2 separate regions of the Nomascus leucogenys genome follow, and region 1 is linked to region 2. The links are chromatin contacts, called in public Hi-C maps. All regions are on one chromosome and are shown on one strand. Each heading gives the region's core, a stretch centred on a gene start, on an enhancer-like site or on the middle of the called end of the contact. The rest is flanking DNA. Distances are from core to core; before and after follow the strand shown. Region 1 holds the start of ICAM1 (intercellular adhesion molecule 1). Region 2 holds the start of CDC37 (hsp90 co-chaperone Cdc37).

Region 1 (6,715 bases), core at 972-3,471, 140 kb after region 2:
CTCAGCCTCCCAAAGTGCTGGGATTATAGGTGTGAGCCACTGCTCCTGGCCCTGAAAAACATTTTTCTAGAGATGGGGTCTCACTATGTTGCTAAGGCTGGTCTCAAACTCCTGGCCTCAAGTGATCCTCCCACCTAAGCCTCCCAAAATGCCAGGATTACAGGTGTGAGCCACTGTGTCCAACCAGATTTTAATGTGAAGTTGGTGCCCTCCTCCCTCCCAAGAAGTCAGGTGGAGAGAGTCAGCCCTCCAGGAATCAGACTGGCTCCTCACTCCCTAAGACACGTAGTTTCCCCCTCTTTGGGCCTCAATTTCCCCATCTGTAAGGTGGTGAGTATAGCCACCCCATCCCTTGCTAATACAAGTAACTCAGCACAGGATGGGTAGCAACTGGCTACCTTGCAAGTAAGTGCAGGTAAGAAAGAAGGGGCTTACGGGGTGGGCACTGTGGCTCACGCATGTAATCCCAGCACTTTGGGAGACTGGGGTGGGCAGATCACGAGGTCAGGAGATCGAGACCATCCTGGCTAACACAGTGATTAGCCGGGAGTGATGGCACATGCCTGTAGTCCCAGCTACTCAAGGAGGCTGAGGCAGGAGAATCGCTTGAACCTGGGAGGCAGAGGTTGCAGTGAGCCGAGATCACGCCACTGCACTCCAGCCTGGGCAACAGAGTGAGACTCTGTCTCAAAAAAAAAAAAAAAAAAAAAAAAGAAAGAAAGAAGGGGCTTACTTGGATTAAGTCCCTCAGATTCTGCTGCCTCCGAAGGTGGGAAAAAATGTCTGAGCCCAGCACTGCCCCACTTCAAAGATTGCTGTCTCAGGTTTGTTCTGTCTTGGATGGGGGTGTGAGGACACTGGCTCCATACATTTTCCAAGGGAGATTCTGGGACCATTCCCATTTCATAGAGGGAAATGGTTGCTCAGCTAGAAAGCAGTGCAGTCTGGGTCTGAGTCCGGATCAGAATGCTTTGTTTTTTGAGACAGAATCTCGCTATGTCTCCCAGGCTGGAGTGCAGTGGCACAATCTTGGTTCACTGCAACCTCCACCTCGTGGGCCTAAGGGATTTTCCTGCCTCAGCCTCCCGAGTAGCTGGGATCATGGGCGCCCGCCACCACGCCAGCTAATTTTTGTATTTTTAGTAGAGATGGGCTTCTGCCATGTTGGCCAGGCTGGTCTCAAACTCCTGACCTTAAGTGATTCACCCGCCTGGGCCTCCTAAAGTGTTGGGATTACAGGCATGAACCACCCTGCTGGCCTGGATCTGAGGCTTTGTTGAGCTGTTAACCAAGCTGTCCATCTCCCACTCTCCTGGTTGCCCAAACTTACACGACCATGAAAGACCCTCTGACCTCTTCCCTCTTCCCTAGCTGGGCTGGAGCTGGGGGTGGGTGTGCTGGGGCGTCCCACTTCTCAGCTTTGGGCCACGGATAAGTCAGCTCTGGAATTCCCCTGAGTAGAAGCAGCCCTGGACTTCCCCAGGGGCAGAGAGGATGAGGAACAGAATATACATCTTGAGGGGGGTGGGGGTCCCTTAAGCCTTGTTGGGTTGGCACAGAGCCAAGTTCCCAAACCATCATGATCCAGTCCTGGGGCCAGGTGCTGTGCTGGGCCAAGATACCCTGCCAGGTGGCAGCTATAACGTTTCCCGTTTTACAGCTGAGAAACTCAAGTTTAAGAGACCCAATCTAGCCAAGCAAGGCGGTGGCTCACACCTCTCATCCCAGCTACTCGGGAGGCTGAGGCAGGAGGTAAGGCTAGACCCCAGGAGTTCCAGACCGGCCTGGGCAACAAAACAAGGCCCGCCCCTCCCCTCCATCTCCAACCCCCTACCCTTTTTTAAAGCTGCAATCTATAGCCCGAGGCCACACGTGGAGGTGATGCAGGGTCTGGATTCGAACCTACTGGCTGTTGCCTTTCAATCGCTGTCTCTAGCCCCGCCTTCCCATAAACAGCTACCTAAGCATGCATGACCTGACCTGGGAGCCGGTCCTCCCGGGGCTTCGGGGAGCTGGCCCCACGGCAATCCCTACCCCTGACTCACCTGGGAACAGAGCCCCGGGGCTTCGGGGAGCTGGCCCGACGGCAATCCCTACCCCTGACTCACCTGGGAACAGAGCCCTGAGCAGGACCAGGAGTGCGGGCAGTGCGGGCCAGGGGCCGCTGGGAGCCATAGCGAGGCTGAGGTTGCAGCTCTGAGTAGCAGAGGAGCTCAGCGTCGACTGGGACGCGGTGGGGCGCGTGGTCCTTTATAGCCCTAGCCACCTGGGGGCCAAGGGGCGGCGCTGCTTTCCCGGAAACCTCGCGCCTTCCCCTCCGGAACAAATGCTGCACTATTTCCGGACTGAGAGGGTGCCAGGGCCGAGCAGGGTCACCCTCCCTCGCTGGCCGCTCCAGCTCCGGAATTTCCAAGCTAAAGCAATCGGGCGGCGGTGGCGGGGCGATGACCCCGGGGGCTGCTCCCGGCCCCCACGCCTCCCGTTCCCGGCCAGGCTAAGCTTGAATCACGGTCTACACCGCGCTAAGCGGTTTATTAAGTACTATTAAATACTGCCAACTTCCCCGGAGAGTGGGGACTGTTATTGTGTCCATTTCACAAAGCGCTAAACTGAGACTCCAGGCTGCGAAGGGATCCGAACTCAAGTCCTCCCTCTCCAGCTTACGCAGGCCTCTTTAATCGAGTGGATGAGCCCCTTGCCTCGGTGGGGCCCCAGGAATCCTCCCCGGGCTCCCTCCACTGAGAGGTGCCCCTCCCTCTAGGTCACGTCCACACCTAGCTGACACGAGCGTTTCTCGAGAAGCGGCCGGGACAGAGCCAGGCACCTCCCGGCGACCGCTAACCGTGGGAGTGACGATGCGCGGTCTCACCACTTCCGGGGAAATCATCGTCCTCTCTCTACACCCGAGGGCACTCACACCCCCGCGGCCTCCTCGCTTCCCCTTTCGGCCTTGGCCGCGGGGGCGTCTTTACAGCTCCCAGAAAAAGGAAGGAAGCTGCGTGATCCCTACGCGCCGAGCCCCTCCGCTGGCGTCCCAGGCTCCGCGGGGAAACTGAGGCAGCTAGCTTGGATCTTGACGAGGGAGGGGAGGGGGGCGCTCGAAACCCCTGCCTGTCGTTGGGAAACTGAGACAGCAGCCCCCAGGCGCCAAGGCGAGGCAGGGAGAAGGGGCGCTCGAACCCCTGCCCTTCGCGCGAGGCTCCGGCAACTCGAACCCAGGCGCGTGCACTAAATATGAGCGGGTGTTTGCTTGGCCACTGCCTGTGCGTGTGACCCCAAGACTCGACATCCACCACGTCGAGGCTGGGTACTCTTTAAGTCTCCGAGCGCCGAGTCGCGCCGCCTAAGGCTTTCCTGTTGTGGGGGACGCGCGGCGTCGCCATGGAGATCTCAGAGGGGCCAGGGAGGTCGCGCAGCAGAAAGGGAAGCGAAAGGTCCCGGGACGCGCAGGCCCTTCTATCGCGGAAGGGGGCTGCGAGTCACTGGCCATCCAGAGACGCATATTTCCCCCGCCTCGGTCATTCCCAAGGAATTTCCACGGGGATATTTTTTTCTTGGGGGGCTGAGGGGTACTGAATTTCCGCCCCGGAACGGCCTGGGCAAAGTCACAGGGTGGGAGGGGGGACGCCCCTGGTCCTCAGACGGCCTGGGAAAATCCTGTGCCACGGGTTCTTCCTCGGGCGGGTTCCACGGAGCTCGCGCCCCGGCCCGAGGTGCGCGGGCGGCGAGCTCCCCCGCGCGGCCTAAGTCCCACTTGCAGCCACAAAGGCGCCATTCTTTTCTCAACATGTGGCGCAGTGTTTACTAAGCGCCTACTGTGTGCTTGGCATCCTTCCAGATACCGGGGACACAGGAATGAACAGAGTCAGACAAAAATCCAGCTGGGCTCGGTGGTTCCCGCCTGTAATCCCAGCATTTTGGGAGGCCGAGGTGGGAGGATCACTTGAGCCCAGGAGTTCAAGACTAGCCTGGGCAACATAGGGAGACCCCATCTCTACACAAAATACAAAAATTAGCCGAGTGTGGTGGTGCACACCTGTAATTCCACCTACTTGGGAGGCTGATGCAGGAGAATCTCTTGAACCCGGCAGGCGGAGGTTGCAGTGAGCCAAGATCCAGGCACTGCACTCCAGCCTGGGTGAGAGTGAGACTCTGTCTCAAAAACAAAAACAAAACAAAACAAAAAAAAACAAGGAACAGCCAGGAGATCAGTGTGGCTGGAGCAGGCTTAGCAAAGGAGAGATTGGAGGAGAGGAGCAGGCAGGGAGATGACAGGGCAGATAGGTGCAGGTTCCTGTCACCTGGGGAGGACTTTGTTGTTTTGTTTGTTTGTTTCTGAACCCCAGTCTCGTTCTGTCACCCAGGCTGGAGCGCAGTGGTGTGATCTCAGCTCACTGCAACCTCTGCCTCCCAGGTTCAAGCGATTCTCCCACCTCAGCCTACCGAGTAGCTGGTACTACAGGGGTGCGTCACCACGCCTAGCTAATTTTTGTATTTTTAGTAGAGACGGGGTTTCACCATGTTGGTCTCTAACTCCTGACCTCTAGTGATCCGCCCACCTTGGCCTCCCAAAGTTCTGGGATAACAGATGTGAGCCACCGTGCCTGGCCAGGACTTTGGTTTTTATGCCCAGTGAGGTGGGAGCTATGGAGGGTTCTGAGCAGAGGAAGGACCTTGCCCTGACTCAAGTGTTCACAGGGGCCCAGTTGAGGCTTCAAGAGCTGCAGCCAGGAGATGGGAGAGGAGGTGACTGTTCTAGTCCAGAAGAATGATAATGGGGCCCGGACTGGGCAGTGTCCTTGAAGAAAGGGCTGAATTTGACATCCGTTTTGGAGGCTGGGCCAACTGGAGGTGCTGGGACAAGGGGGATGACTCCTTGATCAGGATCCAAGCCTTCTGGAGGATGGCGGGCCACTTTCTGAGATGGGAGTGGGATGGCCATGGTAGGGGGCAGGCTGGCAGAGGGAGACGGCACCTCCCAGTCCTCCACTCCCTTAAGCGTTTTCTCAAGGAAAAGGGAAGCAGATATTTCCCAGACCTTCGCTTCTATCTCCAGGAAGGGCAAGGCTTCCTCCCGGGTGCCAGGCAGTCAGGCAGGCCAAAGAATGGCCTCAGATCAGAGGCTGCACACCAAGGGCAGAAGCCATCCCATAGTGTCCCATGCAGCCGCCTTGCAGTTCCCTCAGCCTGGAATGCTCATCCCTTCATCCCCAACAAGGCTGGCTCTTCTGTCTTGTGGCCTGAGCTTTCTCCTAAATGAATGTCCCCCCTACTCCATCCTGGGCCACATCCTGGGCGTTCCTTGTCACTTGCCTTAATATTCGAATTCCTTAACTCATCACTTGCTGAATTTCTTTTTTATTTTTTTGAGACAGAGTCTCGCTCTGTCACCCTGGCTAGAGTGCAGTGGCACGATCTCGGCTCACCACAACCCCTGCCTCCCAGGTTTAAGTGATTCTCCTGCCTCAGCCTCCCAAGTAGCTTGGATTACAGGCATATGCCACCAGACCCGGCTAATTTTTGTGTTTTTTGTAGAGATGGGGTTACACCGTGTTGGCCAGCCTGGTCTCAAACTCCTGACCTCAAGTGATCCACCCGCCTTGGCCTCCCAAAGGGCTGGGATTACAGGCATGAGCCACTGCTCCCTGCCTATTTAGTTTTTTGTTTTGTTTTGTTTTGTTTTTTTGAGACAAAGTCTCGCTTTGTTGCCCAGGCTGGAGTACAGAGGTGTGATCTCAGCTCACTGCAACCTCCATTTCCTAGGTTCAAGAAATTCTTCTGCCTCAGCCTCCCAAGTAGCTGGGATTACAGGCGCCCACCACCACGCCTGGCTAACTTTTGTATTTTTTTTTTTTCAAGACGGAGTCTCACTCTGTGGCCCAGGCTGGAGTGCAGTGGCACAATCTCGGCTCACTGCAACCTCCACCTCCCAGGTTCAAGCGATTCTCCTGCCTCAGCCTCCCAAGTAGCTGGGACTACAGGTGCGTGTCACCACGCACAGCTAATTTTTTGTATTTTTAGTAGAGACAGGGTTTCACCGTGTTAGCCAGGGTGATCTCGATCTTCTGACCTCATTATCTGCCCACCTCAGCCTCCCAAAGTGCTGGGATTACAGGTGTGAGCCAATGCGCCTGGCCAGCTTTTGTATTTTTATTTTACTTTTTATTTTATTTATGTAAATTTTTGTGATGTAGTCTCACTCTGTCGCCCAGGCTGGAGTGCAGTGGTGCAATCTTGGCTCACTGCAACCTCCACTTCCCACATCTTTGCTGAAGCAGAGTTTTGAAAAACAAAATACAAACTAAGCTATTCCTCAGAAGAAATCTGTAATCAAAGATAAGCTCTGCCGGGCACAGTGGCTCACACCTTTTGGAGGCCAAGGTGGGCGGATCACCTGAGGATTACAGGCGTGAGCCACCGCACCTGGCCATGCCTGGCTAATTTTTATATTTTTAGTAGAGACAGGGCTTCACCATACTGGCCAGGCTGGTCTCGAGCTCCTGACCTTGTGATCCACCCGCCTCGGCCTCCCAAAGTGCTGGGATTACAGGCGTGAGCCACTGCTCCCAGCCACAAAAAAGATTTTAAAAATAAAAAGGAGAGGGCCGGGCTCGGTGGCTCGTGCCTGTAATCTCAGTATTTTGGGAGGCTGAGGTGGGTGGATCACCTGAGGTCGGGAGTTCGAGACCAGCCTGACCAACGTGGTGAAACCCCG
Region 2 (6,683 bases), core at 3,372-5,871:
GGAGACTGAGGCGGGAGAATCACATGAATCCAGGAGGCAGAGCTTGCAGTTAGCCGAGATCGAGCCACTGCACTCTAGCCTGGACGTGACAGAGTGAGACTCTGTCTCAATTAAAAAAAAAGAAAGAAAGAAAGGAAGAAAGAAAAAAGAGTTCATGTCCTTTGCAGGGACATAGATGAAGCTGGAAACCATCATTCTCAGCAAACTAACACAAGAACAGAAAACCAAACACTGCATGTTCTCACTCATAGGTGGGAGTTGAACAATGAGAACACATGGACACGGGGAGGGGAACATCACACACCGGGGCCTGTTGGGGTTGGGGGGCTAGGGGAGGTATAACATTAGGAGAAATACCTAATGTAGATGACAGGTTGATGGGTGCAGCAAACCACCATGGCACATGTATACCTGTTTAACAAACCTGCACGTTCTGTACATGTATCCCAGAACTTTTTTTTTTTTTTTTTTTTTTGAGATGGAGTCTCGCTCTGTCACCCAGGCTGGAATGCAGTGGCGCGATCTCGGCTCACTGCAAGCTCCGCCTCCTGGGTTCACGCCATTCTCCTGCCTCAGCCTCTCCGAGTAGCTGGGACTACAGGCGCCTGCCACCACGCCCGGCTAATTTTTTGTATTTTTAGTAGAGACGGGGTTTCACCGTGGTCTCGATCTCCTGACCTCGTGATCCGCCCGCCTTGGCCTCCCAAAGTGCTGGGATTACAAGCGTGAGCCACCGCGCCCGGCCCCAGAACTTAAAGTATAATAAATAATTAGTTAAAAAAAGGAAGAAAGAAAAAGAAATGCAGGTTCCAGGTTTAAATCTCTGCTCAGCCACTCAGTACCCATGGCCACTTGTCTGTGATGTGTATTAGTGGGATTATGTTTGGGTTTGAGTGTGTGTGTGCTGAATTCAACTCCTGCAGGAAGTCTTTCTAAATACCCAGCCACGCCCTCTATTTCCATCAGTATCCTAATAACGATGTGTCATTATATCTTTTTGATCATGTTATTTCATTTCAGTTTCCTCCACTAAATGTCAGCTCCACTGGGGCAGGGAGTTTTGTTCTATTAATTGCTGTGTCCCTGGCACCTGGTACATAGTAGGTGCTGAATAAATATTGAATAGATGAAAGCAGTGCTGTGTCTATATGCTATGTGGGGAAGAGTGGGCACCGGCTGTACACCATGAGTTCCTGGGGTGCACAGTGCTCAGTGCTGGTCTCTGTCCCCAGCTGTTCACAACCCTTGCTTTAACCATCTTTTTTTTTTTTTTTTTTTTTTTTTTTGGTGAGACAGAGTCTCACTCTGTCTCCCAGGCTGAAGTGCAGTAACGTGATCATGGCTCACTACAGCCTCGACCTCCTGGGCTCAAGCGATCCTCCCACCTCAGGCTCCCAAGTATCAGGATTACAGATGTGAGCCATCGTGCTGGGCCCATCTTCAATTTTGTAGAAATGTTGACATTCTGGGATTCACTGTCTCCTGTATCAAATTCAAGGGAGCGGGGGTGGATTGGTTTATGATAAGCCTTCTTCCTAATCTACAGTTCTAGAATCTGGTCTTAATCTAATCCCCTCTTTAATTCATTTAAGATTTTTTTTTTTTTTTTGAGTTTTGCTCTTGTCACCCAGGCTGGAGTGCAATGGCACTATCTCAGCTCACTGCAACCTCCACCTCCCGGGTTCAAGCCATTCTCCTGCCTCAGCGTCCTGAATAGCTGCGACTACAGGCACGTGCCACCATGCCCAGCTAAGGATTTATTTTTTGTTTTTATTTTTTTTTTAGAGATGGGTGTTCCTGGGATCCTCCAGCCAGCCTCCCGAGTAGCTGGGACTACAGGCTCACACCAGGGTGCCAGGCTCATTCAACATTTATTGAGCACCTACTGTGTGCCAGGCACTATTCTAGACCTGATCCTGCCCTCATGGAGCTCAGACCCAAGGAGGAAGGCAGGCAGGATCCAGAAGTCTTATTTAATCTGTCTTTTTTTTTTTTTTTTTTTTCTGACAGAGTCTCGCTCTGTCACCCAAGCTGGAGTGCAGTGATGTGATCTTGGCTCACTGCAACCACCGCCTCCCGGGTTTAAGCAATTCTCCTGCCTCAGCCTCCCGGGTAGCTGGGATTACAGGTGCCTGCCACCACGCCTGGCTAATTTTTGTATTTTTAGTAGAGATGGTGTTTCACCATGTTGGCCAGGCTGGTCTCAAACTCCTGACCTCAAGTGATCTGCCCGCCTCAGCCTCCCAAAGTGCTGTGATTACAGGCGTGAGCCACTGTGCCCAGCTTCTCCTTTAATCTTGAGTGCCTTTCCCTAGTCTCTCTCTGTCCGAGGACAGAATTTTAGTCTTCACAGTCTGAAATCACCCGCGAGGATTTGTATGTTTATACAGGGATCCTGCTCCCTCGCTAGCCAGGAGCAGGGACCCCTACTGGGTTTGTTGGTTGCTGCTGCCCCAAAGCCTGGTCACAGTGCCCAGCACATCGTAAGTAGACACTTGGGAAAGAGATGTGAAATTAGCTAATAAATAAAATGATGGCGCAAAAGCAGGCTCCGCGAGCACGATTTCGCGGAATCCTAGGTGTGTGTCATTACCCACTTTGCAGAGGAGGAAACTGAGACTCAGGAAGGCAAAGCCGCCTGCCGGGCCCCACCGCAGCTCAGTGGTATGTGGCTATGGGATGTAGCAGAAGAAGCAAGGGTAGCCCCAAAAAGCGTTCCCAATTCCCGCAACCCCCCCCCCCACCCCACAGGCAGGAGAGACATAGCAGGGTTTGCACCCATGAGGGTGGGATGGGGACCGGGGATAGAGGGACAGTGCAAAACAACTTAGGGGTCTCTCTCCTCAGTCCCCAGGGCTGGAGGTGCTGTGCTGGCAGATTAGGAAATGCTTGGCGTTGATGGGGAAGCTTCCAGCGCCCTGTCCCCAGTTCTGGAAGCTGAGGCTCCGGGAACCCTGTTTTGCTGAAGCTGGGCAGCTCCAGTCTCCAGAGCCGGGAAGAGACCCCCGCGCTTATCCGGGAATCCCCGACATCTGGGATTCTCTCCAAACACCCCCAGGCTGATGACGGGGCCAAAGCCCTAAAGGGCATACTGTGGGGGTGCGGGTATGGCTTACCTGGGGAGCCAGGGAACCCCCTACCGTCCTGGCCCCCTCCCACTGTGGCACCGTGTCCCCCTCCCCACCGCAGCTCGCAGCCCCAAGCTTACCTTGCGGGGGGGCTGGGGAGGGGATGCCCCGCCCTCTCTGGCCTGGGGGGCAGGAGGGGACGGGGGTGTCCAGACCCTTTGTTTGCTGGTGTGTGAGTGTGTATGTGTGTGTGCGATTGTGAGAGCCGCCGGGGTGTGGGTCCGTGCGCGCGCGTGCCCGGGCCGTGACGGCCACTGATGTGCTGGACTGCCAGGGTGGAGGGGAAGAAGGAGGGGGAGGAGATGGGGACTCCCCCCCCCGCCCGCCCACTCGCGGGTTTGAATGAAGCGCGAGGGGGAGGGGCGGCAACGGGAGGGCGTTTTTGTCCGATGGCCCCTCCCCCTCCATGCACCGGGGAATCATCCCCCTTCTGGAGACCTTCGCTCGCTCTCTCCGGGCACTGCCTCCAACGTCGGCTCCAGGGGAGACTAGGAAGAGGCGCCCCTCACCCGAGTGGCTGGAGCTCCTCCTATCCAGCCTGACCCCCGAGGGAGCACCCTTTAATCTGAGATAATCCTGGCCCAAGGCTGCAACACGGCCTATTATCCTGGTATCAAAGCGTGGATTGGGATGCATGGAAGTGTGAGGTGGTCGAGGCCCTGCATGCTTAGAGTAATGGAGTCCTTAGAGCCCCGACGGAGGAAGGGTACCCCCAGACGAACGGGGAGGGGCTATGCGTGGCCCCAGACTGTGACGACAAGGAAAGCCCCCTTCCACCCCTCCACGATTCCCCCCACCAAGCGCGGGGCCAAGAATACGCGCCGTGGGCTAGACTCTAGCGACACCCAGCGGCCAGGGGGGTGGGGCGCCGAGACCCGTTTTGGGGGGTCCGGGTGATTCCAAAGTGTGTGTGTGTGTGTGTGTGTGTGCGCGCGCGCGCGCGAGTCCTCGCTGCGAATGGCAGGAGGTGGAAGACGAGGAGAAGGCAGTTGCCGAGGCAGGGAAACCCCAGCTCCCAAGGCAGGGCCACAATCTCCTCTCCACGTTTAACCCCGCAAGGGGAGGGCCATACCACCCCCGATTTAGACACCCTCAGGGCAGGTCCAGTCCTCCTCGGGCTGAGAAAGTTCGAGGAGTCATCAGGCGCCCCTCTCCAGCGCAGGCTTAGGTCCCCGTTTACGAAGGGCAGGGGGAGGGCCTTCCCGCCGTGTCCCTATCCCTTGCAGACGTCTCTGCGGCGTGGCTGAGGGGATAGTCCTCTCAGTCTCATCAACCATCCCCTCCCTGCCACCCCAAACGCCCACCGTGGAGCGGCGGGAGATGAGGGGGGCTCGGAATTGAAGCACGAACTCGTATGCCCCCAGGAGACCTAGCGGAGCCCCAGCCCCGGATGACGCGGAGTCTCTGCGGGAACTCCAGGGGGCCGGAACACTTGCGCAGGGCCCTTTAAGGCTGGCTGGGTAGCAAGTGCCGCTGCCGCGGTTACTAGGGATGTGACGTCACACAGGGCGGGGTTTCCCGCGCTCGGCGGAAGCGGAAGGGGCGGGGCTCCGCGCACGGAGTCTCCACCGCTGCAGCAGTCGCTGCCACCCGAGCCGGAGCGGGCTGGGCCGCCAAGGCAAGATGGTGGACTACAGCGTGTGGGACCACATTGAGGTGTCTGATGATGAAGACGAGACGCACCCCAACATCGACACGGCCAGCCTCTTCCGCTGGCGGCATCAGGTGAGGCGCGCACGCCCATCCCTTTCCCCACTCCCGGACCCCGCTTCGGAGTTGTGATCCCTGATACTGCCCAGGGACCCCGCTGTTCACACCTAGGATTCTAACCCCCCCAGTCTGGATTTTCAGGAGCCTCGATTCAACTCCGGGACCCCAGTACCACTGGGACCCTGAGTCCCTGCCCTGGATCTCCGCTCCCCCACTCCCTGCTCCGATTTTTGCGTGGGATTCCCTATTCGCCCCCTAGAACTTCTTCATGGTCTGGACTCCCCCAGACGAGCTTGGGGGGGTCTCCCTAATTCTGCTGGGCAGTTAACATTTACACCCAGAACTCTGCCTCAAAGTTTGGACCCCAAATTCTTCTAGATGATCCCTCATCCTATTCGAGTATTCACTTCCTATCTGGGATTTCCCATCGCCCCCCCACCTCCGTAGTCTGGACCCCCAATACTTTGGTCTGTCCCGGGATCTACTTTCCGGGATCTTGATCGGGGTTCCCGTTAAAATCTGGAGTCGCCACTCCTTTTCTAAACGGAACAAGGAACTCTGTGCTACTCTGATATTCCTGTCCCTGCCCACACCCAGGACCCCCTTCCTAGAGTGTAGAACCGTCCCCCTTCAGGATCCTTATTCTCACCGAGTACTTGGGTTTTGGAATTTGGTTCCCCTCTGGATCTAACTACCAGCTCCACCCCGATGGAGCCCCACATTCCAGCCTCTCCTTTGGCCTCCGGTAGTCCCATTTCCCATTATACCAGGAAATCCTGCCCACGTGGCTTCCGGCCCAGCCAGAGCCCCTGCCCCTACTTGGTATTGCAGACCCTGTCACCACCCACCTCCCAGATTGGCTTCCTGTATGAGCCTCGGCCAGCATTGGAAACTCTCCCCTAACTCAAACCCAGAACCCCAAACCCACCCCACCTTGTGTCCCCAGCCTGATAGCTACTCTGTGACCCAAATTGTCCCTGCTCTTATCCAGGGACTCTGCTGGTCTGATTCTAAATTCACTACCCCTTCTTCTATCTGACCACAACAGAGGCCCCAAATCCAGACCCCAGAATCCCAAGTCTGGGTGATCCATGTCCTGCCACCCCCTCAGTGCTCACAAGCCAATGGGATGACTAAGACCTAAAGGTTTAACCTCCTGCTACCCCAAATGAGTGTGCCTGCATCCCGTATCAGTGTCTGTTTTACTCTTTTCTTTTTTTTGAGACGGAGTTTCTTTCTTGTCGCCCAGGCTGGAGTGCAGTGGCACAATCTTGGCTCACTGCAACCTCTGCCTCCCGGGTTCAAGCGATTCTCCTGCCTCAGCCTCCTGAGTAGCTGGGATTACAGGCATGATGCGCCACCATGTCTGGCTAATTTTGTATTTTTAGTAGAGACGGGGTTTCTCCACGTTGGTCAGGCTGGTCTTGAACTCCCTACCTCAGTTGATCCACCCACCTCGGCCTCCCAAAGTGCTGGGATTACAGGCGTGAGCCACCACACCTAGCCATTTTGTGCTCTTAAGATAGGGGCATATACCTCTCAGAACCTTCTAGTGAGGATCTCTTACCCCACCCTCCCATGGGGCAACTCCCCATCATTTGTCCAGAAACAACTAGAAGGTCCCTTTCCCATCCTTCCAGAATACTCCAGAATACAGCATTAGTCTCTTCATCTAGCTCCCAGTCCCACCTCCAGACCTGTTCCTTAAATCCTGAGTCTCCTGGGTAGTGTACCTGCCAAGCAAGCCACTGGAGTGTGGGAAGAAAGTTCTAGCGCTTCTATTTCTTGCCGTGTGTAACATTTTATTATGAAATATTTAAGACTTCCTCAAAGCTCCAAAGACTA

What was found. A called contact is a pair of places that touch in the nucleus more often than the background predicts.
Region 1: a Hi-C map of a lymphoblastoid cell line shows a contact between it and region 2, with 4 times the contacts expected there. The contact joins the promoter of ICAM1 here to the promoter of CDC37 in region 2. A contact is called at or near these places in 4 of 4 Hi-C or Micro-C datasets (a lymphoblastoid cell line and an unstated tissue).

What each region holds. Positions count from the first base shown.
Region 1 is chr10:60,821,401-60,828,115 of Asia_NLE_v1, forward strand. ICAM1 (intercellular adhesion molecule 1) reads right to left here and starts at 2,222. Exons shown (of 7, transcript XM_030820894.1): 1 at 2,109-2,222. The coding sequence starts at 2,175.
Region 2 is chr10:60,683,549-60,690,231 of Asia_NLE_v1, forward strand. It overlaps CDC37 (hsp90 co-chaperone Cdc37), which reads left to right and starts at 4,622. Exons shown (of 8, transcript XM_030820876.1): 1 at 4,622-4,853. The coding sequence starts at 4,752.